Regions from separate parts of the Mus musculus genome. Here all the other regions are linked to region 1. Evidence: chromatin contacts called from public HiChIP or PLAC-seq and promoter capture Hi-C data. All regions are on one chromosome and are shown on one strand. Each heading gives the region's core, a stretch centred on a gene start, on an enhancer-like site or on the middle of the called end of the contact. The rest is flanking DNA. Distances are from core to core; before and after follow the strand shown.

The links. Promoter capture Hi-C pulls out the DNA fragments that hold promoters and counts their contacts. HiChIP or PLAC-seq counts read pairs in DNA pulled down with a chosen protein or histone mark.
Region 2: a promoter capture Hi-C map of neural stem cells shows a contact between it and region 1. The contact joins the enhancer-like site here to the promoter of Ephb1 in region 1. A contact is called at or near these places in 5 of 39 promoter capture datasets (embryonic stem cells, hippocampal neurons, liver and 1 more), 4 of 484 Hi-C or Micro-C datasets (cerebellum, cerebral cortex, cortical neurons and 1 more), 11 of 115 datasets of contacts at active chromatin or transcription factors (astrocytes, embryonic basal ganglia, embryonic forebrain and 8 more) and 2 of 9 other capture datasets (liver and macrophages).
Region 3: an H3K4me3 HiChIP or PLAC-seq map of embryonic basal ganglia shows a contact between it and region 1, with 5 times the contacts expected there. The contact joins the enhancer-like site here to the promoter of Ephb1 in region 1. A contact is called at or near these places in 9 of 39 promoter capture datasets (cranial neural crest, embryonic stem cells, frontonasal cranial neural crest and 5 more), 1 of 15 datasets of contacts at CTCF or cohesin (embryonic stem cells), 1 of 484 Hi-C or Micro-C datasets (embryonic stem cells), 9 of 115 datasets of contacts at active chromatin or transcription factors (embryonic basal ganglia, embryonic forebrain, embryonic hindbrain and 5 more) and 1 of 9 other capture datasets (adipose tissue).

What each region holds. Positions count from the first base shown.
Region 1 is chr9:102,352,449-102,356,651 of GRCm38.p6, reverse strand. It overlaps Ephb1 (Eph receptor B1), which reads left to right and starts at 1,959. Exons shown (of 16, transcript NM_173447.3): 1 at 1,959-2,370. The coding sequence starts at 2,313.
Region 2 is chr9:101,860,407-101,864,609 of GRCm38.p6, reverse strand. No RefSeq gene overlaps it. Among named protein-coding and RNA genes, the nearest start is that of Gm31326, 120 kb to the left of the region's middle. Within about 2 kb of position 1,824, at least 52 of the 459 cell types and tissues checked have an H3K27ac peak or open chromatin away from gene starts, as enhancers often do. A contact at or near this core is called in astrocytes, cerebellum, cerebral cortex and 4 more, where this site is marked.
Region 3 is chr9:101,907,279-101,911,481 of GRCm38.p6, reverse strand. No RefSeq gene overlaps it. Among named protein-coding and RNA genes, the nearest start is that of Gm31326, 75 kb to the left of the region's middle. Within about 2 kb of position 2,366, at least 13 of the 459 cell types and tissues checked have an H3K27ac peak or open chromatin away from gene starts, as enhancers often do. A contact at or near this core is called in embryonic basal ganglia, where this site is marked.

The sequences.
Region 1 (4,203 bases), core at 710-3,209:
AAAGATTACGCTGGCGGCAGCACTCAGCGGGGTTACAGAGGACAGAAACCGGGTGGCCAGTTAGATTCTTCAGTTGTCCAGAGGGAGGAGGGGTGACACAGAGCTGAGACAGATGGATAGACCTGAGACAAAGGCATAAAGAAGAGGAAGCAGGAGAGGGGGTTTTGCTGGGTGTGCTTGGTGGGGTGGAGGGAAGGAAAGAGCCCACAAACCACTCATGCATGCACCCAACATCCATCTGAGATCATCTACCCACCCCACCCATCCATTCATCTGCTTGTCATCATTCATCCATCCATCCATCCATCCATCCATCCATCCATCCATCCACCCATTTATCCATCCATTCATCTGTCCATTCACCTATCTGTCTGTCCATCCACCCATCCATTTGTCTGTCCATCCATCCATCCATCCATCCATCCATCCATCAGTCTGTTTTCCATCCATCATCTATCTATAATCCATCCACAGGGATGGATGCAGTTGGTCACCAGTGCAGGGAGGGGGAGGGGTTTCAAGGTAAGAGCTTTGGGGATTCCTCTCTTAGAGGCTGGAGGGATGAAGGAGGAAGGGCAAGAAGTAGTAAGACAGGTAGGCAGTGAAATTGGACTGTGGAGAGTGTTGCCAAAGCTGCAAAAGACCCAGTACTCACCCATGTCAGAGAGGGGCATCCCTCACTTAAGGGACTTCAAGACACAGTGCTGTGGAGGGACAAAGAGCAGCTGAGGTAGTATTAGGGAAGATTAAGCAGCGGTCACTGACGTCATCCTTTCAGGTTCTGAGGCCGGATGGGTGGATGGTAGGGGAAGACACAAACAGCCTGTGTCAAAGTCTGGGAAACAAAGACCTGTCAGAATCAGGGGTCTGAGTGTGGCTGGGGTGGTGAAGAGGGAGGCAGTGTCTGTGAAAGACAGAGTAAGTACCCAGGGTGGGGAATCAATGTAACTAAATTCCCAAAGGAGAGTTGCCAGATGTTAATGTCTTTAAAAGGTTTGGGGAGGGGGCTGAAGCCCCTCCCACATGAGTCTTCCAGGAGCATCCCTAACCTTGCGGGAGGAGGTGAGGACCTTCTGCCACACAGCTTCTGACAAGCATCAAGGCCAGGGCCGGATCTGAAACAGCCTGACCTGATCAACAGACAGCAAAATGGGGCATTATCATCAGAGCTGATGGTGGGAAACCACTTCTATTCTGGAGCCTGGTTTTCCTGTGGTTGCAGAACTCAGTCCTTCCCACCTACCTCCAGGCCTGGTTCAAAGCAATGTCTCCCTTCCCCATACCCCAACAAGTTGTCAGACTTTCGGCTGTTTCTTCATGTCTTCCCATTATGACTGTCTTCTGACAGCAGGCCCTACAGTGGATGCTCAGAGATCCACCTGGGAAGAGACTTTTGGAGATATACAGCTGAGGATATGATAGGAAGCCCACAGGGTGTTCTAACTACCCCCGAGCAGCCGGCCATAAAGTCTTGAAACCATATTCACTCACTCCACAGATGCATGCCAAGAATAAGACACTGTTAAGGTTCCAGGAATTCTGAGTGAACGAGATCAGACAAGACTCAAAAATAAACAAAATTGATTAGTAAAATGATATAGGGTGGCGGCATTCTGCATAGGAATAGTCAGGAGTAGCTGTGGGGTGTCTGTAAGCATAAGGGACCTCAGTTGACTTCTTGGCTGAGCCCCTCCTTTTCAGCTTGGGGAAAGCGAGCGTGCGAGGCTGCAGTTCTCCTAAATCACCACAAGAGGGAGCGCGATCACCTCCTAGCGCCTTCCTAACCCTCCCACACAGCCTTGCAAGCAAAAGTTTTTCTTAAACTAACAATGCCAGTGTAAGGAGGTGCTCGCGCCTGATTGGATGAGGGAATTTTGCAGGTTTGATTCCTTGATTGGACAGGAGGTGTTAGGGGTGGAGAGAGAGCTGATGGTGGGGGATCCCGCTCCCTCCCCCGTCAGTCTGGCCCGCTCTGTCCTCCCGTAGGCTCCGCTGTAGCTCGCAATGTGACACCAGGACGCACACGCTCTCGCGCGCTCTCCCAGGCTCGCTCTCCCTCACCCTCTCTCACACACGCACGCACACACCCACCTCTCCCATAAACACACACACACACATGCACACCCACATCCACGCGCGCCCGCACCGCCCCACGCGCGCACACTCCCGCCCACGCCCACGCCGCGCTCCGGGGAGTCCGGTCCCGGCCAGAGCGCGAAAGGACACGGAGAAGCCACCCGCCGGGAGCGCAGCGGCGCCCTGGGACGCGGCGCGTCTCCGCTGGGGCTCGGCCTGGGGGCCGCTGGCCGGCGATGGCCCTGGATTGCTTGCTGCTCTTCCTCCTGGCATCTGCAGTGGCCGCGATGGAAGGTAACGTACCCTTCGCGGAGCAACTTGGTGGCTGCCGGCTGCCAGTTCATGGGTGCCGCGCGCTTTGCAGGGCTCCTTTGGCTGCTCGGCCGGGCATCCTGGTGCTGGAGAGAGAGAATGTCACCGATCCTGGGTAGAGATGGGGCACCGGGATGGGGCGGTACCCACAGGCATGCCCTGCGCCGACCCTGGGCGCCCACAGCAGGTTCGTTCGCACGCAGAGTCTTTCGGCTCCTGCGCTCTGGTGCTCCCAGACAGCACGATCACCGGACATCTCCGGCTTAGAGAGCCTGGATCCCGCTGCATTGCGGTGCAAGCTCCTTAGCTCTGGGCGAAGCTGGTCTGGGAAGCGATACCTCGGGCCACTGGGCTCCTAGAGTCGGCACCTTCGGCTCTTTCTATCCCGGGCCTGGATGCGCTGGCTGGCGAGCGGTAGCTTGCTGTCTCCCTTTCGCAGTCTGAGGTTTCCGGACTCTGGGCTCCGCAGGCAGGCTGCTTGGGGGATCACAGAAGGTCCTACTAGTACCCCAGCAAGTGACTGCCAAACGAGAGGGGCCAAATCCATTGACCGCACCCTGGGGGGGAAATCAGCCCTAGAAGCTGCCGGGTTGCAATCTTCCAGGGACAGCAAGTGCGAGGCGGACGCCTTTCTCGCCTTCTGAGCTTTGGAGCAGGGGTGGGCTTGGGTGAGTGCTGGCGGTGCTTAAACTCATCCGGCAGTTAGAAGAGACTGCGTGGCTGCGAGCCCACGAGCCAAGACACCATCCCTGCTGGCTCAGCGTGGTTGTGCCTCCCGCTGGTGGCCAGCCAAACCCGCTCAGCGGACCCCTTACCCGGCGCACCCAGGAGCCCCGGCGCTCAGGGCTCCCGCGAATCCCGTGGGAAATCCCTGCTCGCCTCCCCGCCTCCCGCCCCCTTCCCCGCCCCCAACCTTCCCTGCGGAGCCGCGGCGGCCGCCACCTCCAGGGACGCATCTCAGTAGAGAAGGAGCAGTTAGAGTTATCTCGAACAGAGCAACTCTGGGGTGAGGCGCCGCCGCCACGCCACCCCTGCTGGAAGCCCCACATCCCGATGGATGTCTCTGGCCAGGTGGACTCCACCCGTAGGGACATTCCTCGTGGAAGGTTCGCAGCTCTCTGTTTCCCCTGTTGTGTTCCCATTTGAGAGCTGGCTCCACTGGATTGCAGGTTCCAGGTGAAACGGACTCGTTCAGTGGAAACTCCAGACCAACATTGGTCCAGCGTCTCTAACCCTTCCAGTAAGCACTGGCATACACCCGTGCCCCTCTTGGTCATAGCAGGGAAGATGTCTTAGCCATGGCAAAGACTACCGCTGCTCAGTCTCCGTGGAGATGGGTAAGCGAGGAAGCAGCAATTACTGCACAGAAAGCTCTCGCTTGTTTCCTGAAGGTGGCTTTTTGTTTGCGCTTGACCTCCTGCTGCCCTGCGAGGCTGCTGGTCTTCGTGTGTGTGTGTGTGTGTGTGTGTGTGTGTGTGTGTGTGTGTGTGTGTGTGACTTTTGGAATGTGCAGGGTTTCGACTGGTATGGAGTGTGGCTAGCACCCCAGCGTAGGCTTGAGGTTGATTCATCCGGAGACACGTGCAGAAGCAGTCGAAATAGAAAAGGAGAGAAATCACCCCGCAACAAAGCCGGTTGAGAACTGTCGCAAGGTGGAGTGGCCTACAGGACTGTGAGCTGGGGTGGCTTCAAGTCTTCAGTTTGGGGCTGCGCTGGTCCGGTTTACCTCTCTTTGCACCTCCGAAGGGTCAGGGATTCGGTCTCAGATGTACACTTTAGGAAGTGCGCTCTCGGCTTTGAGTCTCAATAGATGGA
Region 2 (4,203 bases), core at 575-3,074, 490 kb after region 1:
GGGAGGAGAAAGCTGCCATGCTCTGCGTTTGAAGTGCACAAGAGCGGCTCTCAGCAGAGGAAAACAACGTTGCCCGCTTAAAAGGCAACTTTCAAAACAACCATTTTCCCTCTGAAGGGAGAATATAGTTGGGAGTACTTCAAAGACTAGGGGAAATTTCCAGAAAAAAAATGACGTTCTCAATCCAACTCTTAGTCAAGGCACAGTTATTTTAAAAACCTTCAGAACTCTTCATTTATTTTAAAAGAATCTTAATGCCTTTAAAAATTAAAAACTGTTAAGAGGGGTAGAGAAAGGCTTGCTTCCTCCATGGCCCTTCAGCGCCCATTGCAGAAGGTGGATGTAATGAATCTGATTCATCCGATCCTTCCTCTGATTAAACATTCTCTCTGTCCTGATAAATATCTTACTGAGAACAAGTCACCAGGAATAGCACCATCTCCTATCCATTTCTGACACCCAGCTATCACACACACACACACACACACACACACACACACACACACACACAGGTTATTTAGTATATAGGTTCTTTCTTTTTCTTTAAATATGCTAAGGACAGTCTCAAGGGACCAATGAAGAAGCACAATATTATATCTGACATTTCTAAGCAAGGAGAAGAAGAAGAAGAAGAAGAAGAAGAAGAAGAAGAAGAAGAAGAAGAAGAAGAAGAAGAAGACGACGATGAGGATGACGATGATGTGTCTGTATGCAAGCATGCATGTATGTCTGTGCACTTTGTGTTTAGAAACTGGAAGACAACCTTAGCTGTCATTCCTCAGGCCCTATCCACCTTGTTTTGCTTTGCTTACTTTTCCTGCGATGAGGTCTATTGCTGGCTCATAACTTGAGCCGTATGTTAGATCAGTCAGCTAGTGGGTTTCAGGATCTACCCATTCTGTCTCCTTAGCACTGTGGTCGTCGCGATTGTGCTCCACCATGTCCAACATTTCTTAGGTGGGTCTTAGGGATCAAACAAACTCGGGTCCTCGTGCTTACAAAGCAAGCACTGTCCCTACCCCCTTGATAATTTTCCCAGACCTTGATTATTTATTGTTATCGAAATGATCTCACTATGCAGCACAGGCTGGCCTGGAATTCACTATGTAGGACAGGTTGGTCTCAAACTCACACCAATTCACCTACCTCAACATTCCCAGCGAATGGGGAGATCATTGGCCTGAGTCAGCTTGCCTAGTAAGACTTTTATATAAAACAACTGAATTCAAAGATAAACAGAGCTCAGACTCCAAATAGCAGGCTGTGATGTAGGCGTGTCTGGCCACGTCTCACTCTGCCCCCTGAGAGCCAGCCCACTGGAAACTGGACAAACCTATTTGGAAATGTGAATGTCTTCCCCCGCCCCCCACTCCCAGCCCCCTGCATCCTGCTGAAGGCCCCAAAGTTCTGGAGATAACAAGTTTGCCTCATCTCTGCCCTCATTGAGAGCCTTCCCAGGCTCCTCTGGCCGTCATGCAAGGAGGTTTCTGAGAGACGTGTCTTACTTTTCTCATAGCTCGTATCTATGCCTACAGACTGTGATCAAATGGGATGCTTCTTAGCTAAAGTCCAAAGCTCAGTAGAGTGTTCACATTCTCCGTTCTTAGGAAACACACGCATCAGTCAGCACCAAGGGGGTTGGGCGGAGAGGGTCAGCTAGAATTCAAGGAGATGACCCGTAGAGAAAGAGCTCTTTCCTCCCACACCTCCCACTGGCTTTGGCCTCACTGTATTTTTTTTTGCAAAGGGCTTTGAAGACACAAGTGAAAGAAATCTCAGTGGTCGGAAGCCAGAGAAAGGCAGCTGCCAAGGGAAGATTAGTCCCAAGGAACAGAGAAAGAACACCCGCGAGCAGGGTGACGTCATACGGAAGAAGGGCAGAAGAAGGGTTGTCTGAGTCCCGGATCTTCTGCCACCGTTTTAAGCAACCCATTTAATTAAAGTTGTGTCTCTTGCTGGCATGAGAGCAATGGAAGTGTCAGTTTGCTTGTCAGAGGCTCCTTTGCCTGGAGCATAGATCAGAGCCTGGGTGGCCGTGTGCCAGGCTTCTCTCCAGCACAGATGGGAAGGCCAGGGGTAATTACCCTGCCCTGGCCACTTGCCTTCCTGTGTGAAATTATAGAAAAGTAGGAGACAGTGTCTCCACCCGATTCTTATCCTTCATCATTTCCAGGGAAGGGATAAAGACAAGCACACACCTCGATCTCATGCAGGCAGGAAGGCTGCCTGGAACCTCTCCCCTCTAAGGACAGTTTTGGAGGAGGACAAGCCTGCTGTGGAGGTAAGCTGGGAACTGCACCAGCTACGGAGACTGTCTGACCCACGGCTCTCCAAGTATAACTAGCTCAGAGAGCTGTCTAATCTTTGCAGGGTACAAGCAAAGAGATTACCCGTCTCTGCCCTCCGCTGTGGCTTGCCATGTCTCCTGTCTCCGATCTCCTCTGCCCAGTCTTCAATGGGAACACTAGACGATCCTGGGCTGTCTGCTCACTACCAGTCAAGACTGGAACTTGAGGTTTCTGTGTCCTCACTAGGAATCAAGGTTTGGGAGGAGAGGATGTTCCTTGTCCTCTTGACTGTCCTCCTGTGTCACAGTTGGTGTGGAGGACAGGCGTGGGCGGCTGTGGGGTGTGTTAGCTAGAGGTCAGTGTGTCCAAAGTCTCCCTTAGCTTTGTTGGCCCTCACGTCTGTGTCCTATGTAGTCAGGAAGCTGAGGCACCTGGTTAATCAGCGCCCCGCTTCCATGTTCTGAGGCCACTTCTCTGTCCAGTCAATTCTTCCCCGCCCCCTTGCTCTCTGAAAAGCCCTTTTCTCCACCTTAAAAGGAGGCTCAGTGCTGCCTCCTTTTCGTTACTCCTAACCACCAGGCTCCTCCTGCCTTCTTCCTCTCTACCTCTCCCTGCATGTGTTGCTCTCTGCTGCAGTCTCTGCTCCCCTACTTTTCATAGAGCTCTTCTTTCTTGTCCTCCAGGACTCAGTCAATGTTCCACCCCCTCCCCAAAGACAGGCCTTCCTTGACCTCTGAAGCTAAAGACCCCGGGTCCATACATCTTCATCTCCATTTTTCACAAGTCCCGCTGTTTTGAATCTTGAAGCACTGGGTGACAAAGGAGGCCAATGACCACGGGTTGTGTTTTTCCTCATCCTTTGTCCACTGGCCTTGCAGGTTGCAGGCAGGAGATTGAAGCAGGGTGGGAGGTATAGGCTGAGAGTTTCCAGTTCCTGCCTCAGGTCGTAGCTTCAGTGGCAGTCAAGGCAATCGGAAACCTTTGAAGGATGTTAAGCAGAAAGCGGCATCATCCAGTACACGTTCTGAAAACATCACTGTGATTGCTCTGTGCAAAATGTATTGGATTTGGGGGAAGGATTTAGGAGGCAGTCCCAGTGAGAAATGATAATGGCTTGGACCAGAGTGATTGCAGCTCAGAGGGAGAGAAGTGGGCAGATTAAAGCTGTCTTTGAAGGAAGGATTAACAGAAGTTGGTGATTGTTCGGTTGCGATGCTTGAGGGAGAAATAGGGTTAGAAATGACTTCCTGGTTTCTGGTTTGGGCAACTGTGTAGACAGAATGTCATTTATCATGATGATAAAAAGTTAGATGGAACGGACGTTGGTCTGTTCAGGGGGAAAGTTCATGTGTATTTCTGTGGTCATTTTTCTCTTTGATTCCATAGTATGCTTTATCTATCAAATCTATTACCTATCATCTATGTATCTGATTATTTGTTTATATGTTATCTACTGTGCTTTGATGTTTGGACTGTGTTACACAAACCATATGATTATCTTATGTTCTAAATGTTAGCTGTGCGTAGATAGAATATTTGATGACATAAGATATAGTTACCCTACCAAATTCATAACTTAAATCCTGTAATGGTGTTTTGTTTTGGTGTATAAATTCCTTAAGATTTTACATGGATTCAAAATACTGCTTGTGAATAATCACAGTTTACTTTTCCTATTGACAATCTGTGAGGCTGTACTTCTATAACTTACAAAAGCTAAAGTCTCAGATCTGTGAGACTTTTCCATTGGAAAATATGAACAAACATCTACGTTGTCAAGACAGGGAGACAACAGACCAAAGTGCAATTCTACCAAAGTCCGACTTGACAAACCAATACGCATTTATGAAGGGCTGCTTACAGCAGTAGGAGCAGTTCAAAGACAGTCATGTGACCACACAGACATCCCAGACTG
Region 3 (4,203 bases), core at 1,117-3,616, 450 kb after region 1:
AGGTTTTTTTTGTTTTGTTTTGTTTTGTTTTGTTCTTTATTGTTTTTTATCCCCTCCATGGGGTTTAGCTCCTGCTGGGATGTTTCAGAGGCAGGGGCAGTTTGCCAAGCATTAACTTGGCTGGCCCAGGGGGCATTACTGTACAGCTGATTTCATATGAGTGAACAGCATTCCTTTGGTCTTATTTGCAGACTGTCATTTGGGGCCGAGAGTTAGTTAACCATTTGTGGTTCTGACTTCTATGGCTAGTAGGAAACTCAGCATGGAAAAGAACAACAAAACCAAGTATTTCTTGTAGATTCAGTGCAGCAGGGGATGACAAACTATTTTTTTTTCCTGTAAAGAAGCAGATGCTAAATATTTTAGGTCATGTGATTTCTGTTGCAACAATTCAACTTTCTCCATTGTGCTGTGAAAATATTCACAGATATGGATTAATGGATAAGGCCATGTTTCAATAAAGCTTTATTTATCAAAACTGGTGGAGTGTTGTTTAAGTTATATGGGTGGCAGTTTGCTGAGTTTTAGTCTCACTTATTGATTGGTAAGAGCTCTTGATGCAGAAGATCAACTTGGACATGATCTACATAAAGGGGTATGTTGGGAGTCAGAGAGGTTGCAAAAGTAGGAAGTGAAAATATTGGTAAAAATCTCAGCATCTAAGTCTGGACCCCAGTTCTGACCACCCTTATCAAGCAATTCTTACCTGAAAGTAAGATATCTAACACAGCTATTGTCACAGAGAAGTAGAAATAAAGCAAGCCCCTGGGATACTCTCTGAGTGTTCAAAAAGCAGACGGCCTCTTGTCAGTGCTAAAAGGACAGTGAGTATCCCTGGACTAAGCACCAGGAAAGAAACAGCCAGTACCGTGAAGTCTATCTCTGGAAATCACATCTCCTGTCTGGAGGACCAGTGAAAGCTGGGGAAGTTGAGGAGAGTGTGCCAACAGTTAAAGGCTTGACGAGAGTCTCCAGAAAGTCCAAGTATGCATTCTTCTCTTTGTTCACTCATCTGAAATAGATGACTACAGAATCCCTGGGACTTCCCTGCCATCTTTCTCTAATGGAGTTCACAATCTAATAGCACAGTGTCTTAGTTAGGGTTATATTGCTGCGAAGAGATGTCATGACGATGACGAGGACAGTTCCTCTTAAAAAGAAAGGCATTTAGTTGGGGCTGGAATGTTTTAAAGGTTCGGTCCATTATCATCATGGTGGAAAGCATGGTGACACCCAGGCAAATGTGGTATTAGAGAGGCAGTAAGAGAAGAGAGAGAGCAACACTGAACCTGGCTTGATCTTCTAAAACCTTAGTCCACCCCCAGTGACACACTTTCCCCAACAAGGCTACAATCTACTCCAACAAGACCACACCACCCAGTAGTGCCATTCTATATGAGCCTCTGGGGTCATTTTCATTCAAACCACCACAGGCAGGAAATTAATAAGTTAAAAAATAGAGATGTCTAAGTGTGGTGGTATTGTCTATAATCCAAGTCCTTGGGAAGAAGGCCTGGGAAGATCGGGAATTTATGGACTTCTTCAGCTGCATGAATTTGAGGTCAGCCTGGGCTATCTGAGATCTTGTCTCAACATCTCTACAGCCTCACAAATGGTGTGAGAAATGCCAGTGAAAGAGACCCAGCAGCTGGTTTAGGAAGCTTGGGCCTCCTGGAGGAAGCTGTCAGGCAGTGAATTGTCTTTTTCAGACATGCCCCCCAACCCCTACAACCTGTGAGGATGTTGGTTTTGACCAGGGAAGACCTGGTTCAGCATGCGTGGACCCATGCTGTCGGCACCCTGACTTCCAATCACGTCTCCATGAGCCTTAATGGGAATGTTACCAGCCTCTCTTACTGTGCTAGTCACCTATCTCAGTGACCTCTAAGCTCCCAGAGTTTTCATCTGAGCTGGGCTATACTCCATCCACTATGGGGAAATTCTTTCCCATTTCCAGCCCAAGCTAAGAAGCAAGTGTAATCGGCTCTGTACACATGTAATTAGAAGAAGCAGAAGCAGTGAGAGAAGCTGGTTAAGTAAGCCCCAAATGACTTTTGTTTATAATGAAGGAATAAATCTTAGTATCTCCTTCCTGCCCACCCCGGTTTTAGAAGGGACTCAAGGTCACTTCACAGCAGAGGGGTCTCCCTGTTGCAGGCCAGAAACTGCACTGATCAGCCCGTGACTTGGTGTGTGGTGACTCCCCCAGGCCCTGGTGTACTTCTGTAGATGCTGGGACTTTTCCTGATCATATTCTTTCCTCAGCCCTGCTCCTACTGGCACAATACAGCAAGTAGATCCACGTGGATGTACTCTAAATGCACTCAGTGTGACCGCCCATCGGTCAGCTCCGACTCACAAAGGCTCACCCCCACCCAGGCCCCTTTCCTTCTCCTCTTCTTTGCTCCCTGAGATGCTTTTCAGCTGTCAGTCCCATTTCTAGATTTCTATGGCAACCACAACCCCCAGCCTCACTGCCTTCTTCCCTTCCCCCTTCATCCTTTTGCAAGTAGGAATTACAAGGAGGCTGCTGACAGGCTGGGCTTCTAGTAATTTCCCTCATGGAACAAACTGAAAAGAGAAAGTCCAGGCGGTGTAGAGGGCTGGGCTGAGGGATGCCACCAGGGGACAGAGACTTAAGTAAGAGCAGTAATGTGCACAGATGAAGAATAGGTCCTAGGGTGCAGCTGTTGGCAGCCCTGCAAAACCAAATCCCCAATGCTTGCAGAGATGATCGAGGTGTGGAAAACACACGGAAAGGACCAACTGTGAGCGTTGACTGGTGACCATCAGAGTGACATGGTGGGCAATTTGCAAGGGGTCGGGGCATGCCATGTTCCAGGGTGGGGTATGCCTACTAGACTGCCAACATATAGACCTAAGCATTGAGGACTCGAACTGTAGCCACAGGAGAATTTTTCCCAAATATCCCCATTACCAAGGCAAGTGCCTCTGAACCCATCAGCACTAAACTGCTACAAGTGCCTCTTCCCTGGAAGATAAGACCATCTCACCAACTCTAATGTCCACGTACATCATGCTAGTCTAGTGTGAGTCAGAGGCTCCTCTGGGTACCAGAGGCCACCAGGCAGGTGTCAGTCACAGGGCAGGTGCAGAGAAGGGAGGGCCAAGGTGAGGCAGGAGGCTTTACCCTGGACAGGGAAAGCTCACAAGAGACAGGGATGAGGGTAAATTTAAATAGCCTTATTACGTGCTGTCTTTACAAATAAAAGTAATATGTTTGGGGCTGCTAATGACCTTCAAATTAGCAGCTTTTTCAGCGAACACTTATGTATTTTTAATTCCAAACGTTACTGAGTGTCAGTTGCAGAAGCTATGAAAAGCAGCAGGGCAGCTGGATGGTTTTAAATAAGAGGAAAACCCGGATCATTATTTTTGAAACTGTCAGCTTTATACGCCTCTTAATGGATTCACTTTCTATCATCTCTCCCCCTACCTTTGTGGTCTTTGAAGATTTGCAGGCATTCTCTGTGGGGGCGAGCAGGGGCCCAGCCTGTCCTGTGGAGGGACCTGGGGCTTCAGTTCCCACCTTGTCTATAAGTGCATCACACTCAGCAGCAGGGAGGCTGCACAAAGGCCCTCTGAAGTGCACTGGAGAGAAGAGAATTCCAGCCTGAGTTACAGTATACCATCTGACAGGACTTGGAGTTTCCTCCTCTGATCGTCTCTGATTCCAGGTTACTAAAAGAGAAATTACTGACCTTATGAAAAAATATATGTTTTCTTTCTTCCATTATATCACACACACACACACACACACACACATTTGTGTGTATTTAGATAGATAGATGATAAATAATGATGATGAAGTTAGGTGTGTGTGTGTGTGTGTGTGTGTGTGTGTGTGTGTATGTGTGTGTGTGTGTGTGTGTGCGTGTGTGAGCTCGCACCTGCATGTACTCATTTGTGCATTTGTATGTATGTATTCAGCAAGCATGGGCGTGTAAGGGGCATAGAGGGATGGGGCAGTGAAAGATCACAGGGAAGCAGATAGAGAAATACATAAGTGGTTGTCTGAGAGAAGTGATACTGAAGAAGTAGGTTCCGTGCCACCACCACCACAACAGCATCATCACCTAAGAGTGTTAGAAGACACCCTCCCACCAGGCATGATTGTGCACACATGCCATCCCGACACTGGACAGGCTAAAGCAGGAGAATCATGAGTTCTAGAGTAGCTTG